Linked DNA regions of Anser cygnoides: region 2 is linked to region 1. Evidence: chromatin contacts called from public Hi-C data. All regions are on one chromosome and are shown on one strand. The core of a region is the stretch at or near the end of the contact, and the rest is flanking DNA. Distances in the headings are between cores, read along the strand shown. Region 1 holds the start of HMGB3 (high mobility group box 3). Region 2 holds the start of LOC106037726 (protein EOLA1-like).

The links. Hi-C and Micro-C count contacts between places; a contact is called where the count stands out from the background.
Region 2: a Hi-C map of granulosa cells shows a contact between it and region 1, with 2.1 times the contacts expected there. The contact joins the promoter of LOC106037726 here to the promoter of HMGB3 in region 1. A contact is called at or near these places in 2 of 7 Hi-C or Micro-C datasets (granulosa cells and liver).

Annotation. Positions count from the first base shown.
Region 1 is chr13:8,337,421-8,343,550 of Taihu_goose_T2T_genome, reverse strand. HMGB3 (high mobility group box 3) reads left to right here and starts at 2,554. Exons shown (of 6, transcript XM_048075252.2): 1 at 2,554-2,655; 2 at 2,658-2,722; 3 at 5,401-5,557; 4 at 6,061-6,130. The coding sequence starts at 2,569.
Region 2 is chr13:8,745,692-8,751,821 of Taihu_goose_T2T_genome, reverse strand. LOC106037726 (protein EOLA1-like) reads right to left here and starts at 3,042. Exons shown (of 3, transcript XM_048080230.2): 1 at 2,908-3,042; 2 at 2,315-2,587; 3 at 246-707. The coding sequence starts at 2,567. The coding sequence ends at 493. MAMLD1 (mastermind like domain containing 1) reads left to right here and starts at 2,932. Exons shown (of 6, transcript XM_067004997.1): 1 at 2,932-3,070; 2 at 4,178-4,278.

The DNA.
Region 1 (6,130 bases), core at 1,305-3,804:
GCAAGAACCAGGCACCCAGAAGTTTCTTTTGGATTTGGTTTTCTTCTCGTGCTTCCTAGAGCATGACAAGCATGTCCTTATGTCTGTAATGTTAAAAAAGAGGATGAAAACCCTAAAACTTGCCAAACCCACATTTACAGGAGATATGGAACAAACCCCCTCCCTCTCCTCACCCAAGTTACTGACACACCGATGTTTTGAGCAGGAGAGTAGGACTGGTCTGTTGGTGAGCTGCTGTCAAACAGGGTAGTCCTGGCTGTTCCCTTCTGCACCCTCCTTTGCCTTGGCTCTGGGACTCACCTAACTCCTTGGTACTTGGTTCAGCTCACTAATCCAGCAGAAAATTAAACAGGGAGGGCTCAATTTGGGGTTTTGTTTATTTTTTGTTAGGTTAGTGAGCTGCACTGGCTCCCACAGGACTCAGGGGAAGGCCGGAGCCAGGTGGCAGGAGGAATTGGGATTGCATGGCCTGGAAGAAGTTGCAGCAAAAGGTTGAATTTGCTCAGCCAACTTTCTAGGCTGTTTTCCTGGTGCAGCACAGGAAAGTGCTTAGACACGGGTGGCCAGGTGCGATGCACGGGGCAGAGGGCACTGGGGGAGGATTTGTTTCAGCAGTGGCGATTCGGGAGGTGAGTACAAGCATTCCCTGGGGTGTTATGTTCACCCGTTTGTTACTCAGCCCTCCGCTGCTTTCAAAACCATGCTGGGACAAAACCTTAAACCCAGCTGTCTCTCAGCTACCAAAATATCTCCTTTGCCCCTTGACCAGCTGTCAAAACTTTCTCAGCCTTCCTAGAACAAGCATCTTAGGGAATGTTTCTCCTGGCTTATGAGAAATAGGAGGGATGCTCGGGAGATGACTACCAGGACTGCACATTTGATGCCAGGTGCCGGTCCTGAGCAAGCTCAACAGTCTGTCCATCTGGGCTGCTCCCAGCTTGGTGTGCTCTTTAGGACGAGATCATAGTTTGAGGAAGAAAGTGTTCCAGAGCAAGAATTTGCACAGCTCCAGAGCCAAAGAAAAAAAAAAAAAAACAAAAACAAACAAAAAAAAAACTTAATTATTCAACTAGTTTGAAACACTTTAAAGTATACCTAAAAATAGGTGAGAGTGATGTTTGTCAGCTACAAAGAGATTATCCTGCAGTAGCGTTGCTTGTCTTATTTTATGATGATGCTACAGAATACAGTCCCTCAGGTAGCCTCATTAATGTTTATGAATGAGCCCCTTGTTTTAAGCTTTTGGTTTTAGAACGTGGAAATAGGGCGCGAGGCTAGTAAGACTGGTTTTACCATCCATGCTTTGGAAAGCCCAAGGACACGTGCGTGAGGTCTCAGTGAACCTCGGGCAGTTCTGCGTAGGGATGACAATTGGATTTGGGCGTTTGCTAGATGGGCTGGGAAGGTGCACCCCGAGGGAGAAATGCAGGGAGGACTTGGGCTAAAATCCTCCGTGAAATTCTGCGCCTTTCCCAGTGGATCTGTCAGCGGGAGGCTGGCACTCCTCTGTGTCTCATCAGGCAGTTTGTGTCGGTCTCTTCCAGCAAAGGCAACCTGTGGCCATGTTGTTAGAGCCATAAGCACTTAGCCGGGGCAGTGCCTGGCGAACCTTGCTGCCTGGCAGCACCTCAGCCCAGGGCGGAGGCTTCTTTGCGCTATCTGTTCCCTAAAGAGGGCAACTGTTTCTTCTGGCTATCTTAAAGGAGGGTGGCAGTTGCGCCCAGCCCATAACAGTATGCAGTGGTTTCTGAGTCTTACCGCTCCAGCCTTAAAATAACAGCTCTCTTTTTCCGAGCCAACCAACAATTGTGGTCAGCCACTAATACCAGTTCAGCCGTTCGGCAGCTACCCTATGGGAAGCAGCTCTTTCAAGGGAGCCGAAGGAGACCTCGGCCCTCGGCCCCAGAGCTGGGCTCGTTTCAGCCCAAGTGCGTGTGTGGAGATTTCCTTGCACGCAGCCAGCCTCTGTAACAGCCACCAAATCCTCGAAAGCTAATATCAACCAGATTGTGGAAGTGGGTTGGAAATAATAACTCCAGCTAGTCGCGGCGGTGTTTTTACTTGCTGAACGAGCGGGTGAAGCCCCGCAGCTCTTTTCCATCGCGTGTACCGCCTGTCATCGGGCTTTATTTTGGACTCGGCTCCTTTGCCGTTCCGCACAGCGGTGGCCGGCCCTGCGAACAGCCCCACTGACAGCGGAACCGGGCCCTGGCGGCTCCGGGGCAGGAACCGCACACACCAGCGGCTGCCGGGGGGCTTCCCGCGACCTCCAGGGGGGCCGCAGCATCCCTCCTCCCTGCGGGGCTCCGCGCTGCGGATCCCCCTCCAAAACCCTCCCCGGAACCGCCGACCCCCTGCCGCGGGGGGGTCTCCGCGCTCGGCCCCACGTGGCGGGATAAGGACCCGGGCGCGCCCCCGCACGCGCCCCCCGCGCCAAACTTTTCCCGGGGGCGCGCCGCCGCCTCGCCCCGTTCACCCCCGGCGGGCGCTCAGTTTTGAATGAACGGCCTCGGCGGCGGCGGCCAATGGGCGCGGGGCGGCGCTTAATATTCATGAGGCGGCGGGCCAATGAGCGGGCGAGGAGGTTGTTTTAAACGGCGGAGCCCCGCAGCCAATCAGGCCGCTCTCGTAGGCAGCCAACGCGAGGCTGAGCCGCGCCGCGCCGAGCCCCGCGCCGTGCCCTGCGCTCCAGCTCCCGGCCACACTGCCGCGAACAATACAGGTACGTGCGGCCCCGCCGCAACTTTTCGGGGGGCGGCTGCCCCCTGCCCTGCCCCGCCGCCGCCCCGCCCTGCCCCGCCGCCTTCCCTCGCCTCCTTCTTTTCCCCTGGCACCCTGGTTTTTTTTATTTTTTTCCCCTTCCTTTCCTTCCTTCTCCCGATTTCTTTAAAAATAATAATAATAATAATAATAATTTTTTTTTTCCCCCGAAAAAAAGTTTCTTTCCCACCCACCCCTCCCGACGCCGCACGGGGAGAGGAGCGCGCGGGTCGATGCAGCGGGCAGCCGGCGGGGTTACGGGGGAGCCGCGGGGCGCAGCGTTTGCCCCCCGTCCTCCGCCCCTGCCCCCCGGGGGGTCGCCCCCCGGCGCCGCCTGCCCCCGGTGCAGCCCCGTTTCCCCGCGCCGTGCCGCCGGGAGTAACATGGCTGGTGCGGTAACTACACCGGGACTAACTCCTCTTCTCCCCCGCATGGGCAGGGATTTTTCGCCGCCGCCGCCCGGCAAAACGCGCGGCGCCCTCGGCTTTTATTTGCCCCCCTTTCCCCCCGGGTGGGGATGGCCGGGGCTGGTGGCGGGGGGAAAGTTGCCGGCCGTGCGCAATGCCGTGCCTGCTGTTTATTCTGCATTAATATGGCTGTCGCTTTAGCATCTGACAGGGATAAACCCTGCGCGCTGCGCCCGTGTGTCCCGGCGAAACAGTTTTTTTTTCGGCCCCGCCGCCTCCCGGCTCCCCCCGTGGCTTCGCCTCCGCCCCCGCCGCCCTTCCCCTGCCCGGCCCGGGCCTTTTTGCGGGGCTGAGCCCCCGGCCGAGCCCCGCATCGCCTCTTCCCCGCGCCGCGCCGCCCGTGCTGTGGGCATTAACATGGCTGGCGCTGGAGAGCCCGGCGAAGGGAAGAAAGACGTGTAAGCAGCGCAGCGATGGGGAGGGGGGTCGCGGCGGGGGAAATCTCCCCCCCGGCGCCCCGCCGGGGGCTCAAACCTTTCGCTTTCGCCCCGGTTCCTCTCTCCCCACCTCGCCGTGCCCTTCTCCGGCCCCGGGGGGGGCTCGGGGGGCCTTTTCGCACTTTTTTTCCTGGCGGCGCGGAGGAGCGTAGCCGCGGCTATAATGGCTGCACGGGAGCCTTTGTTACAGAGTATTGCGCTAGGCAGGCTCCGGGAGGGGGGGGGGGGGGGGGGGGGGGGGGGGGGGGGAAGCGCCTCCAACCCGCTCCCCGGCCCCAGCCCCGGCCCCGCAGCCCCCGCAGCCCCGGGGGGGCGGCAGCGGGGGGGTCCCCGCTCGGCGGGGGCGGCGTTTTGGCGGGGGCCGGGGGCGGCGGCGGGCGCGGGGGGCGAGCGCGGCGGAGGAGGGGGGTGCGCGGCTTTGTTCGGCGGCGGCGGCGCCGGGAGAAGCCATCTTAGCGAGCGGCGCCGGCCCTGGGCGCCGAGCGCGGCCGCCGCCGAAGCCGCTCCCCCGGTGGCAGCGGGACCCGACGGCGGAGGGGTCCCCACGGCCGCCCCCCGGCCGCCGCCCGGCCCCCCGCCGCCCCCAGCCCGCCGGCCCGCCGCATTTCAGGGGCACTTTCTTTCATCGGGAGGCGCTTCACAAAATGGAAGATGAATTATTAGGGGACGGCCGCCCCGCCGCTAAGCGGGGCCCCCCCCACCCCGGCCCCCGGCCCCCTCCGCCCGCAGGTGCCCGCGCCCCGCTCCGGCCGCCGGCGGTGACCTTGGCCGGGGGGGGGGGGGTTGGGGGTGGGGGGGGCGAGAAGATGGCGGGAGGGGAGGCCGGGGCGACCGCGGGCCCGCTCGCGCCAAACTTTGCTCGCCCGAGCCCCCTCGCCCGGCTCCCGGCCGCGCACGGCGTGGGTCGGCGCTGGAGCGCCCGCGTCGGGCTGGGAGCGCTGCGAGCGGGGAGCGCCGCGGTGCCAGGGCGCTGCTCGGGGGCTGCTGCGCTCCGCTTGGCTTTCCTGCCTCTCCGGGGGGGGAAAAGTTGGTGGGGAGGACACGGCCCGAAAGTTGGCGTCTTCCTCGCGGCGAGTGGCCGGTCACGTCTTCCTTCGCGCTGCCCACTGCGGCGCCAGGCGTGGAGCTTGGTGGAGCTTGGTGTCACTTGGTGGTGTCACTTGGTGGAGCAAGACCAAGCGTGGCTCTCCAGTCAGAGCCCCGCAGGTCCCATTGTGTTTCAAACTGGACGGTCTTCGCCCAACTCCTTATCTGTCGAGGTTATTGCACTTATGCAGGAGGAATAACCCTTCCTACCTGGGCAGCAGCTGCTAACGCGGGAACTCCCCTGCTAAAGGGACGAGTCGCAGGCCAGCACTATGTGCACTGCTCAAGCCCCAGTGTGGTAGCCAACTAAAATATTTTATATTAGTTCATATATAATGCTTGCTGGGCAGGAGTATGTGTATTTAATAGCCCGTCTTTGGACATGATGTAAATATATTTATGTAAAACTTAAATCCGATGACCAATTTCGCTTGGCATAGCCCTCAATCCAAGTCATAAGGAAAAATAATTTAAGCCCCATGTGGGGGACAGCAAGAAGTGTTGGGGGGACAGGAAGGAGACATAACTGATAGGAGTGTAACTGATACGCTGTTGCTTGTGTGTGTATATACAAACATTTGCACGTTATACACACACACATTCACATGTATATATGTTCACTTGTTACTTTCTTCCCGTCTTCCTTACAGAGTCAAGATGGCTAAAGGTGACCCGAAGAAGCCCAAGGGCAAGATGTCTGCCTATGCCTTCTTTGTGCAGACGTGCCGTGAGGAACACAAGAAAAAGAACCCAGAGGTTCCAGTCAACTTTGCAGAGTTTTCCAAGAAGTGCTCAGAGAGGTGGAAGGTACCTTAATTTGTGACTTCTTGAAGTGCCAACTTCTTGTGGTGTCTGCTAGCATGGCATACATACGTTTGAACACTGAGGACTCCTGTGATGTTTCAGTACGAGTACTGTGGCCACTGATGTGATGCTGCTGGCTCCTGTAAGAATTGTGGAGGCTTCAGCCCATGGCATTTGCCCATTTAAGCGCTTCCAGTACAGCCTGGGCTTTCTTCCTTTTCCCAAGCAGTGCTCTTAAACGGTCACCTCACTTGAGACCCATGTCCTCAAGGGGGACTGTGGCTGTACAAGTGTCATTCCAGCCATTGCCCTCTTGCTCAGTGTGCCAGCTGTGGCCGCTGTCCCCAGTACAGGACCTTCGTCCCCATGTGGTCCAGTTAGAAAACAAACAAATTCAGAAACGCCCCTGTCGAGTTGGTACGTGTTGGCTTGTTTACTTAAAGTTTGCCAGCTATTGAACAGTTGGGTAATCACGTGGCTTGGTGTCTTGTTTTTTTGTTTTTTAGACCATGTCAAGCAAGGAGAAGGCTAAATTTGATGAAATGGCGAAGGCTGATAAGGTACGATATGATAGAG
Region 2 (6,130 bases), core at 1,793-4,292, 410 kb before region 1:
TCCAGTCTGCTCCCTCCATCATATGCACATGTACTTAACCCATGAATGAGAAAATCTAGTCTTTAAGTTTAAAATTATACACCATCTGCTGTAATCATATACACACATCCTATCCAGTAACAATGATAGAAGTCTGCTCTCAAGCACCGTTTTTTGAAGAGTCTTTCATGTATTTCTTCATAATGCCTCATATAACATTATGCTTGTATTTGATCACAATTTAAATCGACACACAATACCTCAACCACTATTAGAAAATTCTCATTTATTTACAGTTGTATGTATATTTAATCTACTAAAACATCAGTAATTTCCAATAATGATCATAAAAATGAGAGCTTGATTATCTTGCTTCAAAATAGCAATTCTTGCTACTTCAAACAATTCATACTGGAAGGAATACTAAGTAATTCACTGGTATTCAGGATGGTGACTTGTGAATAACCAGTTTGCATTTAGACAGGAAAAAAATACAGTGTGGGGCAACTCCTATCATTCTGAGGGGATCAGTTCATCAGGGATGTTCACCTGCCACACACCTCTAAACCCTCTGGCAGGAATTGGTTCCAGAAGCCATCTTGGATTTGAAACAACAGTTAAATATTTCTGTTCTAGATTACTAAGGACAGCTTTGTTTTCCAGCTCCAAAACCTTTTCAGGAGGTAAATTTTCTGGATATAGTGATGTCTCTCCAATGTCAACTAATCCTGTATTATAAAAGGAGAACAATTAGTTGGTGATTGAATTCCTAGAAAAAAGTTTTCCACGAGTAAACCTCCCAGAGGACATACAAAGCAGCTAGTGTACATTACCAGAAGGACACAGTACGAAGCATGCACACTAAGCAAGTGTCGATCACTGCAGAAGACAGCCTGTATGACTGAAGTTAGGCTGCTTCAAGAACAGTTGAAGCTTGCAGTAATAACACAGCAATAGATGATTCTGTTAAAAGAAGCCTGCATCTAATGAGACGGAGATGCTACCAAAAACTGCTGAGCTACATTTGGCTTGAAGTAGCTTCATTAAAGTAAAATTGTCTGCTCATATCAGGACTCTACTCTTATCAACATCTTAAAATCATTAAGCCATGTGGAAATTCTCCCTCTCTGGAACCTGTTTTACTCTCATAAAATTTACTTACCTCAATGAAAGTCACAAAAGGGAATTTCTATGCTGTTTAATGATTAAAAATTTTAAAATAAAGATCAAAGAAGCTCTTATACCCACTCCACAGTTTAGCATGCAATTTATATGAAGGCTACAAATCTACACGTTACTTAACACCTAACGATTTTCAGAACTGTAGAACTGGAACAGTTTTTTGGAACATGTAATAGCCATAATTTACTTTGCAGGAATAGCTAAAAATATTCAAATAAGAATGCAAGATAGATGGCATGAGAAAAGAACTGACACCTACAACGAAAAGTGCAAAATGAGCGCCTGATACAAACTTTGCAAGTATTCAGTGCAACAACATTATTATATTGTGCTGAAATATAATATAAAAAGCATCACTCCTAACTTTGTTACAGAAATAAAATTCTTTACTGCCCAAATAACAAGACTATTGGAGCATTTGTAGAACTGAAATAGAATTTATGTAATAATCTGACATGCAAGGCAATACAATGTCATAACTCCACTTGACTATGAGTACAGTAAAATTGTTTCAGTAAGAGTTCATAAGCTCAAAAATGAAAAAATGTGGAACTGACATTTATTATCATTAAACAAGATACTATCCAACCTTTTTCATACTATCATACTGTAAGAGTTGGCACAAATTTATTTTATTTCCTAGTTTTTTGTAGAGGTCTGAATCTATTTTAGAAAGAATAAGGGTCTTCTACAGTATTCTGGGCTGTGTGAAACATACAGTTTTTCTCTTGATGCAATTTCCACAGCCTGAGGTAACAGCAAGCAATTAAGCAGGCAGATATTTTTTTCTCTTTCACTTTTCCTATTTTGTAGCAGACTCCAAGGAGGAGGTTCTAGGGGTCAAAGATAATTTTAAGAACTCAAGGCCCTAAAAGAGGCCTGACTGAAACTTCTTATCCTAAAGGTCAGAGATACTTCAGGACACCCATTTCCAGCACACTGGAAAAGGACACATTTAATTTGCAATGTCCCTCAGGGAGCTGAGCTTACAGCAATGGGGACTTGAGGTAGACCCTGGCCACAACTCAGTCAGCGCTACCTCAAAGCAAGTGTTAAAGCAATGAGCATAGCCATGAACAGCAGGCATGTGACTGAAGCAAATACGCTAACAGATGAAATGTTTGCTTCGAAAATATAACCTAGGGTTGCTTACCTGCAATAACTCCCCTGCCAAACTTCTCCCCTTCATCCAACAAGTCTTGCACTTGCCCTGCCGTCATACCAAGCCTACTCAGAAGAATAGCTCGCCACGTTTCGTCCTCCCAGTCCTTGACGGCTATGTGGACGGCGACGGTGCGGTTCTGGTAGTGGGCGAGCACGGGCCGCCAGCGAGTCTCGATCGTTTTGACTTTGTTTAAAACCAACCCTGCGTAGGGCTGCCGGAACGAAAGGCAGCCGAGCTTCATCCTTCCCCGGACATCAGCACCTGTTGGTTCCGAGCAAACACAAGCGCCCCGCTGTCAGCCTTCGGAAACCCGCGGCCGCCCCCAGCCGAGCTCCGGGGCCAGCCGCCAGGGGGGACCCGCGGGGCCGGGGGCCCTGCCCGGGGCAACGAGGGGAGGCGGCGGCGGCCGGCGGGGAGCGGAGCCGCGGCCCTGCCCGCCCCGCTGCCGGGGCCTGACGGCTTCCACCCGCCGCGGCTCGGCCGGGGGCCTCCCGCAGGGCCGCGGCCCTCCGCGCCGCCGCCTCACGGCCATGGAGGCGCCGAGGCCTCCTCGCCCTCCTCGCCCTCCTCCTCCTTCCTACCTGTCCCCGGGGCCGGAGGGAAGCTGCCTGGCGGGGCCGCGGCAGGAAGCGGGCGGCTCTGCTCGGCTCGGCCCTGCCGCCTGTGGGCGGTGCTGCGGGGGGATCCGCGCTGCGCCCCGCCCGGCGGCTGGCTGGCGTTGACCTGGCCGCCACATGTTTAAGCGTGCGTTCCTTTCTTTTTTTTAAGATTATTTTCCTGAATTCCACAAAAAGAGCGGCTTTCTCCCAGCCGGCTCCCCTCGGGGAAGTGGGGGTAACGGTTCGAGCCCGCTGAGGGGAGAAGGAGCCCGAGGAGCCTGGCTCCCTGTTGAGGTGGCCGCTCAGGGGAGAAGGGAGCTGGCGATCCCGGCACCTCAGGAATTAACAAAACTTGTTGGTCTCTCACCTCCCTGCTTACCTTAGCTCGATTTTGACAAATTTCCCCCGAATGTTTTCATTCAGCCCCGCTTGTTCTGCCCAATCTTGTTTGCACGCTGTTGCCGGTTAAAAATGGGTGTTTTGCATCAGTGTTTTAGTGTTTCCAGTTTGAGCTGCAGTTATTGTTTAATAATCAAAGTTGTATCTTTGCTAGTTTCTCTGGGATCCCAGGTAGGCCATCCCTTGGACTAGGGAGCTGTAATATGTGAAGGCCTGGTGAACACAAGAAAAATCGGTGATTGCGCAGGAAAGGCTTAACATGGAAGAGAAGGGGCTTGAAACAGGTGTATGCCCCCACCATAAGTGTTCAGTTTGACTGAGTTAATGAACCTATATTTTACAGCTGCATACGCATCTGTTTTAACAGTTAATTTCTGTCAGAGACAAATAAAGTGACCTTCATAAGACACCTGCTAATGCTAAATGCAGATGGGCTGTGAAAAGTGCAGCAAATTAATCAGTTGAGAGCCTGTCTGAATTTCTGCACATACAGAAGATACAAAATGAACTTGTATCTGTATGTAGCTGGAGCTGTATCCAGCATTTCAGGGTTATAAATATGAGAAGTATTTGGGGAGTTCTTCCATGCACGTAGCATCTTTGAAAAAGAAAGAAGGGAGGAGAGAATATTCGCAAAAGGGAGTGAATTTGCAGTAGAAGTAAAAAGCAGGAAAACAAAGCAGGAAATCTGGGAGAGATGGAAGGGGAAAAATTGGTAAGATTTACAAAGGGGAAAGAGAATTATCACCAAGCTCACATCCTGATGTTGAATTCACATTTCAGTGACTTTCAGAGCTTTATTAAAGTATATCTTAAACTGTGAGAAATCTCAAAATAATTTTATGAATTGCAGAACCTCAAAGGAAGAGAAGAGAAATCTGCTAGAATTCCACTGAAAGCAAGATGGGCTGTTCCTTTACTTAAGAGAGGCAGAGGAACTTCATACAGCAAAAAGTAAGATTAAAAGGATGTTTTTGTCCATGTCTGTCACTATATGAATAACAGATATTTCCAGTAAAGTTTTTCCTGTTACTGTATTATTCTTTAAGTGCGCTGGAAAGCAAGGTTAGATGATTCTCTTCTGATTATAAGCCCATCAGGTAGTTTTTATGATGGCTGGTTTTGGTGAACAGTTCAAATAGACCTTCAGTGATTGCTTTGTATTCTGAACCGTTTTATGGCCGATAGAGTTTAACTGTTGAGACCTCATTTTTCTTATTACCATTTTATGAAGTTCCTACTGTTCTCATAATCCTTTTTTTTTTTCTGGATATTTCTAACACCGTGTTCAAAATGTTCCAGATGGAGTCATTCTAGTCTTTTATCTAATGCTATAATGACAAAAGAAAGTAATAGATGACATGAATTTAAGGTCATTGTAGTTTTTACAGGATTATTATTTTAAATGTCTTTTAGCTTTGAGCTATTTCCATCTCACTAGATGTGCATGGTTAGTTGAGGAACTTGTTGAATCTGTTTAGAGTTGCAAGTATGTAATGAGCTTTCGTGCTTTTTCTTGTATTTGCTTTTGGTATTTTTCCATGACATAATTGGTTTCTGAGTTTATCTAGTTTATTCGCATAGTTTTGGCTAATGTGGCTTTTTCACACGCTAACACCAATCCTGAATTATCTAATTTTGGCATAGTATTTGATATGATAAACTCAACAACAGGAAATTCTACAGGTTTGGTTCTACATTTCTGTAAAGTATACTTCATTCATGTGTCCCTAAATTTGCTTTCCTTAGGGTATCCCTTATTTTAATTTTATGGTAGAATAAAGACTGCAAAATTCTCTTTGCAGAAAGTGTTACTGCTTTCTGGGGAGCTAAAACAATGTCTAGTACATCATTTATAAGGACTCAGGTCTGATCTCATCTAGATAGGCAAGCATTGCTGCGCTTCCTGTCAAATTTGCTTAGTAGCTGATTTTACATGATTCAGTACACAGCAATATGTGCTGGGATATCTTAGGTCAAAATCAGGTCAAGATACTTGGCGATCAGTTACCCACTTCTGAAATGAACTGTAAAGATGCAGTGCAGTGTGTTCCAGGCTATTGGAGGACAGAACTGAAATTTCAGGTGTTGACAAACCATGAAATACAATACAGTGCAGTACAGTTATTTGTACTGAGTGGTCACTATTTAGTAATAGTCATTCACAAGAAGGTAGGACATGCTGACATATGAACATCTATTACAATTTTCTGCCTTTTAGGACATCAGTGTGAAGTGTGATTTGGTATTCTTTTGGTAGCAGTTCCATCTGAAGGTGTTCTACCAGCCTTCTACGTTTACCCCTCTTCCCTTAATTTTACTTTGGCTTTCAGTCTCACTGTCATTTCCTGCTAGCTCAAAGTATATATGAAACTATGGCAAAAAGACTTGATTCCATGTGTTTTAAATATATATATATATATATATATATATATATATGTTGGGGTTTTTTTTACCCACAAAGGATATTTTTAACATTGATTGTTTGTTTCACTGATCCTGCTTACAAATGTCCCTAAAAGTTGGGTGAAAAAATGTGTATGGAGGGGACACTGGGGCATGAATCTCTTACTGTGGCTTTGCTGTCAGGAAGAAGGTACTTGGAGCAATAGTTTTAGACTCATTTCCAACATTCTGCATGCTCCACCTACCATTTTGCTCTTTCAACTGCAGAATTAAGAATCTGCTTAAGGTCTGTTATATCAAGATTGCGTGGTGTTCAGAGCCATAGTGACATAAAGGTCTTTTGGGCACTGGTTCTAGTATTAATACTGGAGATATACATCACAGGATCTTCTAGCAGAAC